Regions from separate parts of the Sus scrofa genome. Here region 1 is linked to region 2. The links are chromatin contacts, called in public HiChIP or PLAC-seq maps. All regions are on one chromosome and are shown on one strand. Each heading gives the region's core, a stretch centred on a gene start, on an enhancer-like site or on the middle of the called end of the contact. The rest is flanking DNA. Distances are from core to core; before and after follow the strand shown. Region 1 has its middle 180 kb from the start of DUSP4. Region 2 has its middle 260 kb from the start of DUSP4.

What was found. HiChIP or PLAC-seq counts read pairs in DNA pulled down with a chosen protein or histone mark.
Region 1: a contact with region 2 is called in an H3K27ac HiChIP or PLAC-seq map of alveolar macrophages. The contact joins two enhancer-like sites. A contact is called at or near these places in 1 of 47 Hi-C or Micro-C datasets (embryonic fibroblasts) and 1 of 2 datasets of contacts at active chromatin or transcription factors (alveolar macrophages).

Annotation. Positions count from the first base shown.
Region 1 is chr15:55,312,241-55,316,355 of Sscrofa11.1, reverse strand. No RefSeq gene overlaps it. Among named protein-coding and RNA genes, the nearest start is that of DUSP4, 180 kb to the left of the region's middle. Within about 2 kb of position 2,270, at least 5 of the 83 cell types and tissues checked have an H3K27ac peak or open chromatin away from gene starts, as enhancers often do. A contact at or near this core is called in alveolar macrophages, where this site is marked.
Region 2 is chr15:55,227,354-55,231,508 of Sscrofa11.1, reverse strand. No RefSeq gene overlaps it. Among named protein-coding and RNA genes, the nearest start is that of DUSP4, 260 kb to the left of the region's middle. Within about 2 kb of position 1,553, at least 13 of the 83 cell types and tissues checked have an H3K27ac peak or open chromatin away from gene starts, as enhancers often do. A contact at or near this core is called in alveolar macrophages, where this site is marked.

The DNA.
Region 1 (4,115 bases), core at 1,021-3,520, 84 kb before region 2:
ATTTCACTCATTACACACTCATTGCACCAGAGCAGAGTTTCTCTAACTGGTGGGAGGCAAGGGGATTGGGGAAGTGAGGTGGATATGGAGAAACAGCAACAAGAAGGAAATGGAAACCAGATTTCCTTCCTGGGTGTCTTAGCGGTAGTTGATCTTTAAGGGACAAGTAGGTGGCGCAGCTGCGTGATTCTAGGGTTACCAGTGAATTTGGGTGACAATTTTGCAGAGATAATGGGGAAAGGGGCCTGTTTGGGTTCAATGAGAAAGGAAAGGGTTAGGTCTAGGGGTGCCTGGCTTCTCCCCAAGGGCAAGGTCAACCAGCATGGCCCTAGGAATCACAGTGCAATGGCTAGACATTTTCTCTCTCCTGCTCTAAATTTTGAGGTTTCCTGGGAAAGTATGTGTCTTTTATTATAAAATAACTTCCTGGGAGAAGGCAGAGAGAGTGGATGGTGAAGAGATCCTACAGGAAATGGGAATCAGGCTCCTGGCATAGCGGCCACTAGCTGGCATTCTGGGCGTTACTTGACATCTCGGGGTCCCTTCCAGCTCCGTGCCTGGCGTGTCCTGAGTGCCCCACCATGCTGTGTTATCATGCCTATTGACCCTCCAGTCGCTCCGTGGCAAAGCGAGGGCTCCGCTTTGTGAAGAGGCTGTGCCATCCTGCCCAGGAGAGCCAGAGTATTCCCCAACTATACCTGGGCCCGGGCTGAGGGTTTACTCCTGGACAGGTCACACCAGAGCTCTGGTGGCCTTTATACCTCTCATGTGACTGTGACTCCTGCATCATCTTTATGTAATTTTGTGGGGCCATGCCAACATAGAAGGCTGTGTTAGACTGTTCTCCCTTAGTTATGGATCTTCTTAACACTACCCACTGTGGGAACACACACAAGGCATCATGGGACAGAGACCACTGGGACGTTCTGGGTGTTGTGAAGGGGGCTGGGGGAGTACACAGAAGGACCCTCATCCCGTCCCATATCCTCAGGGGTCAGTCAGGCTGCCACATCCTCCTTGTCTTGGCTTGTCCCAGTCACCCCCCCACACAACATGGACCCCTCCCTTCCTCTCCCAGGCCCTCCCCAGGCACTCATCCTACACCAGACTCTCTCCTTCTCCACTAAGGCTTTGGCTGTGGCTCCCTCATTCTGAGGGGGTATGAGTCTCCCCCCCCCACAACAAAAGCTTCCCCTCTGCTCCTCACTCCAGCCCCACCAGACTTTAGGGGCATGAGGGGGTTGGAGGGGCTGGAGCCAAGGTAACAGCAGGTGAGTCATCTCCCCAGGTGGAGGTGGGGAGAGAAGCATGGGTGGATGTGCTGGTAGGAGAAAAATGACATTCAAGCAAAGAGTACAGCTGAATCAAGCATTAGTCAGTGAACCCAGGGGAGAAGGACACCCTCTCTGAGAGGGGAGCGTGTGAAGGGGGTGGCGGAGGTTTGCACAGGGAGGAGGTCTGAGAGAACAGTGGGACCTATTGCCTCCGGGGGCCATTTATTACATATAGTCTTGGGGTAAACTCTGGGGCATTTAGAGTCCTGGAAGATCATCCATCTGCATGAGTGAGGGCCTATTATGTGGGTGACTCCGTGTGCACTACCCTATGGCCACTTTCTGGTACTGTTGCCTTTGAAAAGAATTCATGGGAAGAGGCTCGGATCTGCAGCTGGGGAGGGGAGTAGTATTAGCCTTTATGATCTAAGGAGCATCTGTTTTTCTGGAACCTTTTTCAAAAAGAGTGTAAGTGCTCTCTGTGTCTAAAATGGGCTGGGCCAGTCTGAAGGATGAAGTCGCACCAATGGCTCTGGTACGGCCCTTGAGCATCTGCGGAAGCTCAGAGTGGAATTGGAGGCCTCTCAGTTTGTCATGTGAGGACAGGAGGACATCATCCTGAGGGGCCAAGGTTGCAGTCCTCACAAGAAAGTTGTGGTGAGTTAGCGCTCCTCTATTCCCTTGAATCCCCTTTTGCTGCTTTTGCAAGACACTTGGTTTCTCGCCTCATTACCTTCTTCCCCCAGACTGGCTCCCTCAGTCTGGCACTGACCATCCACATTTTGGTCATATGTACTGTCCCTCTCTGGTCTCTGAGGTCACAGACCCTGAATCACCCCTGGATTTAGTAAACTCACTGAGCTCATTTCCTAAAAGCCCTGCCTCTTCCCAATTCCATCTCTCTTTTGTCAGCCTCCCTTCTTCTGCATTCTACTGCCCTCAGACAGCTCTGGGCCTTCACAGCATCACATCTGCTCTCCATGCTGTGGGTTTGCAGCCGGCATCCCCAAGTGGTGCCTGAATGATGAAATACTGGATGGGGACAAGACTTTGCCACTGGACATGTGGCAAAGTCTGCTACCCATGCACCAAAAACCCACTTTCTCTCCCCTGGGAACTTGGCTGGCACACACGTACAAGCCTCCCACGTATTTAAATGTTGCAAATCACTGAATTCTAGGCAGAGGAATAAGAGTAAGATGACCAACACTCTAAAAAGAGAAGCAGCTAGGCGTTCCCATTGTGGCTCAGTGGGTTAAGAGCCTGACATAGTGTCCATGAGAATATGGGTTCGATCCCTGGCCTCGATCAGTGGTTTAAGGATCCGGCATTGCCATGAGCTGTGGTGTAGGTCGCAGATGAGGCTTGGATCTGGTGTGGCTGTGGCTGTGGTTTAGGCCGGCAGCTGCAGCTCTGATACAACCCCTAGCCTGGGAAATTCCATATTCCGTGGGTGCGGCCCTAAAAAGACAAAAAAAAAAAAAAAAAAAAAAAAAAAAAGAAGAAGAAAAAAAAAAAAAAAAAAAAAAAAAAAAAAAAAGAAGAAGAAGAAGAAGAAGAGAAAGAGGAGAACCAGTTAGAAGGAGACAACAAGAAGTCTTAGTTGATAGCAGTATTGGGAATGCCACGGGGCTGGGTCCCTGAATTACTGTGAGGAGGAAAGTCAAGACCAATGAGGTTGAACTTCTCTCTACATTAGCAAGACACAAGCTTGTGAAAGTATCTGGGTCAACAAAACCCATTTCAAGTCCCAAGCCCTTTACCTGATTTTTAGGGTCTCCCTTAGATGTCCCTTTCCGTATCTGGCTTCATTTCCCACTGCTGCCACCCCTGCCCTCTCTGCTCTGGTCATCATGGTCCCTGGCCGCCCTCAGCACACCCACTCCTGCCTGCCTGCCCGGGGCCTGCCGCTCCTCCTGCCCTCTGCCTCCTTCCCTTGGCTGACCTCACTCTCTAGTTCTTCTAGGAAGAGCCTTGGATCATCCCACACTCAGCTCTCCCTTCCCTGAACGAATAGGCTGGTCTTTGCTTCACAGGTGCCAGGTTTCCTTTCATAGGCAAGAACTGTCTTGGTGTTTACACCTCAGTGTTGGGTATAGAATAGGTGTTAAATGCATTTTTTGTGAATTGATTGTAGTCTAGGGTCCTCAGACTTTATTCCTCGACATGAATAACGTGAACCTCTGCAGCCATAAGGCCTTGGAGAACTCCCCTACTCAGGGGGAGGAGGATAGAGTGGGCAGAACTCGGCATCTCCTTGAAAAGCACTGCTTTAGACTGAAAAGAGATAGGTCTCAAGTAGGAAGCGACTCAGATATTGCCAACCAGCCCGTCTGGCTCTCCTTTCTTTAAAGTGGACTTGGCACAGGCATCTGCTTCATAGACTTGCTGTGAGAATTAAATAAATAGTACGTAGGAAGCATTGGGAATCTGACAGGTTGTAATTGCTGTCCTTGCTGTGACTATTGTCCCCCAGAGGGGTGACACTCCTGGGGATGGCTAGGTCAGTCATGAAAAATAAGATGTTACCTTTATTTTGCACGTCTGAGCGCAGTGTGAAAATAAATCACTCCCATGACACTTCATAACAACACAATTTGAGTAGAGATTTGTTGCTTACAAAGCCCTTTCAAATATCATCTCCTCGAATCCTCGCAACAGTGCCACACAGGGGAGGTCATTTCTCCCCTTATTGTACAGATCTGGAAACTAAAACTCAGCGAATTTGACAGGCTTACCCAAGGCCAGACTTCTAGCAAATGCTGGAGCCAGCTGGAAATCCAGGAGTCCGGACTCCAAACCCCCTTTTCTTTGAACCCTATCACTCCTGGAAGTGGGCCT
Region 2 (4,155 bases), core at 304-2,803:
AGATCACAATGAAGCATCCAACTATCAAAAATTAAAAAGTATTGTACAATAACAAGTGTCAGAAGAGATATGAAGCCACAGGCTTTCTTTCACATTGTTGATGGGACTGTCTAATTGGAAAACTGGCATTATCCCTTAAATTGAATATTAACAATTATTATCCAACAATGCATCCTTGGCTTATATTGAGAAATTCTTGCACACATATAGGAGACATGTATAAACAATGCTCATAGCAACATGACTTAGCAAAAACATGAAAACAATCCCGAAGGCCATCAATAGGGGAAGAGATGAGTAAACAGTAACATAGTCAGGAAAACAGATATTATGGAGCAGTCAAAACCAATGAACTACAGTAATATACAACTAAGTTAAAAGTTAAGTTTCAAAAGACTCCACACAGAATGACATTCTTTTATCAACACAGTTATGGCTTGCTTATAAGTGAGAAAAACTTGAAGCAATCATATGCATTCTTTCTGAGGAGAATTTGGCTCCGCATCTTTTGATAGGGAGAGCAAGGGATGATGTTAACTTTATTTCAGACTATGGGGAAAAGGTGTGTGTGTGTGTAGATGCTTAATAATCCAAGCATGAATGTTCAGTACCTGGATAGTTATATATGATTGAGCTGGTATATTGGATGCTGTAAGTTACCACTCCAAATCCCCTTCAGGGTCAAGGCACTTATGTCCCCAGCTTCCACAAATGTGGGATGCTAATGGCTTACAAGTGAGTCCCTTTCCAAGAACTGTCCTGTGCCAAAGATTGTGCACCCCCGACCCCCATCCCCACCTCCCTGGGGATCAAAATGTGGGAGTCAAAGGGCCAGCCCTCTGGCTTCAATGTAGGATGCCTCAAGGGCCATTCCAGTTTCAGAGACCCTTATGGCATTAGCTGAGGCCCTTTATTCAATAGCATTGCATTTCAACTTCTCCCTCTGACCAGTACTGCTTCCTTCATCCTCTTACAGGTGTTGCTGAGAGCTCTCCTACTGCCTTAATACCCTATTGCTCTAACACCAACTGTGTGTTCTGCTAAGCCCCTGGAGATCCCAACAGGTAAGGGAAAAGTCTTCCATGTGACTCCCCTCAGCACACAAGTCTCCCCACAGCTAGAAGTCTTGGGAGTCTCCAAGCCACTAGCACTTCTGATCAGCTGACTAAAAATTCCCATGACCCCTTCAGGTCTGACAGCTTACTAGAATGACTCGCCAAACTCAGGAAATTACTCTACTTAACATTACAGTTTCATTGTTAAAGATACACACAAGTAGGACCAGCCAAATAAAGAGATGCATAGGATGAGGTCTGGGAGGGAAGACAGAGTTTCTATGCCCTCTTCTCATGAAATCAAGGTGAGTCACACTCCTGGCACATGGATGTCTGACTTATGATGTACAATGACCAGCCCAGCTTGGTCCAAAGTTTTTAGGAAGTTTCCTTATATAGATGAGATTGACTAAATCATTGGGCACGTGATTAAACTCACTCTTCAGCCCCACTCCCTTGCTGGAGGTCTGGCTGGCTCAAAACTTCACCTCTCTATTCACGTGGTTGGTCTTTCTGGTAACCAGCCCTCATCTCAAAGCTATCTAGGGGCCCACCCTGAGTCACCTCGTTAGCATAGCAAAGACACTCCTATCACTCCGGAAATTCCAAGGGTTTTTGAAGCTCTATGCCTGGAACCTGAGACAAAGACTAGACAAATTTATACAACAACTCCCTAAAGACATTCCTGCACACAAATCTCTGTTTCCAGGAAACCTGACCTAAGACAGTTTTTGCCAGTTGTGGTTCTAGGAAATGCAAGTGCTTTTTTAGTCCCTGATAGGCCATATTCTTTGGAGAGACAGGGAACCTGAGGGCTCAGCCTTCACTGGGTTAGGCTGCACCCACACAACCTGGGTTAGTACCTGTGTGCCTTCTCACCAGGCTCAATGCTGGCAGCCAGATAACAGTGTTCTAGCTTGAGGGTGCTTGTATATAAAACAGTTCTTAGACCTGGGATGGTTCTGAGCTGATTAGTTTTAGCTACTAACTATAATGGGAAGGACTACTGGGCTTTTATCCCTGTCACATTCTATCCCTGCAGCAACCGAAAGGAGATGCGAGGCTTATAAAGGATTTGAGGCAGGACTTGTGGTGGGAGTTTGTGGCAGGAATTTGTGGTAGGAACAATAAAAAGAAGGAGGGGAAAGTTACACAATTCAGGAAGGGGTAGGAGTCAAGTCCCAAGACAGAGGGAAGTTAATCTTTGTAGGTGGTTTATCTATGCAGGCAGTTGTTTTCCACAGGCCATTGTTTCTCACTGCCCATGGCTGGGGGGGAGGGGGTTCTGTCATCATCCTTCAGGGAACCTATCTGGTAACAGAAGAAGGAGGAGGAGAAAAAGAAGGAGGTGGTGAGGTAGTTTCTAATTCCCCCTCATAAGCAGTCACTTATCTGAGGGTTTCTGGGAGTCATGTACATTCCATTTTGGTACATGACCTTGTTCTGTAGTCCAGGTACCACTACATGTTCATTACTCTCTACTCCAGCTTTCCAAGCTGCCAAATTCTTCCCCAAAGAATCTTTGCCACCTGGGGCACTCAACTCACACTCTGCCCAGATGTCTCAGACATTTCAGCCTCAACATTTCCCCCCCAAAGATTAAATCTTCTCCACAAACATGTTCTTCTCTTTTCTCTACCATCGTCTAAGAATCCGCCATTGCCATGAACTGCGGTGTAGGTCACAGACGCAGCTCAGATCTGGTGTTGCTGTGGCTCTGGTGTAGGCCAGCGGCTACAGCTCCGATTGGACCCCAAGCCTGGGAACCTCCATATGCTGTGAGTGCAGCCCTAAGAAGCAAAAAAAGAGAGACGTCTCTGCAGTATTTTCTCACTTTCCTGTCCAACACCATCTCTTCTTTCTTCTAAGAACTGCCCTTCCTCCAACTCCATAAATAAAGCCTGCTCCCCACCCTCTAACCTCTCAGGAACTGCCAATTTCTCCTTTGGTCTCTCACTCAGACTACAGTTCACTGGTTCATACTGCGAATATTTTCTTATAGTTTTAGACTCAGGCTCAAAGTATTTAAACGACTTCTCTATGGCTGGAGATGTAATACTTAAAACTTAGTAGATCTAGTGGGTAGGCATCTTGCCCTGAAAAATGGATCAGCTGATGCAGCCCAACAGAAAGGGAAAAAGGAAGAAGAAAGAAGTGAGCACATTGAGATGACACAGAGCAGGACCCTGTAGGACCCTCCTGGGCATAAAAGCCTTTCCCTGTCCCCAGTTCCTGATTTATAGGAAAATGTTTTCAGCCTCCAAGACCTTCCCTGAGTTCCAAAAGGCAGATTCAGTTACTAATTAGGGGAATGAGGGATTTAAGAAAAAAAACAATAGTGCAGTGATGGGGGGATGTGTGTAACAGTCTGATACACTTCTGAGTTGGACAGAACAAAGGCCTCCATCCTGATGCAGGACAGTAACTTCAGGCTGACCACAAGTACATGGACCCAGACTGGTTGGAACCAGAAAGCTGATGATTGAAATTCCTGGAACAACTTCTTTGTTACCTCCCCACCAACCAGTCAGAGGAAGGTCACACACACTGCAGCCCCTCCCCAAATTTTGCCTATAAAAACTCTTTCCCCCAAACCATTGGGAGTTCTGGCTTTTCTGAGCCTGAGCTGTCCATTCTCCTTGCCTGACCCACCAATAAACCTTTCTCTGCTCCAAACTGACATTTTGGTTTGTTTGGTCTCCCTGTGCATTGGGCACACAGACTTGCTCAACAACAAAGAAACCAAGATAAGCAAAATGGAGAGAAAAGTCTGTGCTGTTGTTGTTTTCCTACACGAATGGATCATACCAGACATGCTGTTCTTTCATCTTTTTAAAAAATTTAATAATATATCTTGGAGATCTTTCCATTTCATTCCTTAGGAAGGTATTTGTTTTTTCCAATGACTGCTTGATATTTAATAATCTGAATGGTCCATGGCCCATGGTTTAGTTGACTATTTTTACCCAATAAGTACGTTTTGCTGTTATAGAGAATGCTACAACAACCTTGTAGAAATATGTACTTTTGTTACGAGAGTCCTAAAAGGGAAGTAATTACTCCCATTTCCCCAAACTACTCAGTATATTTAAGATAACAT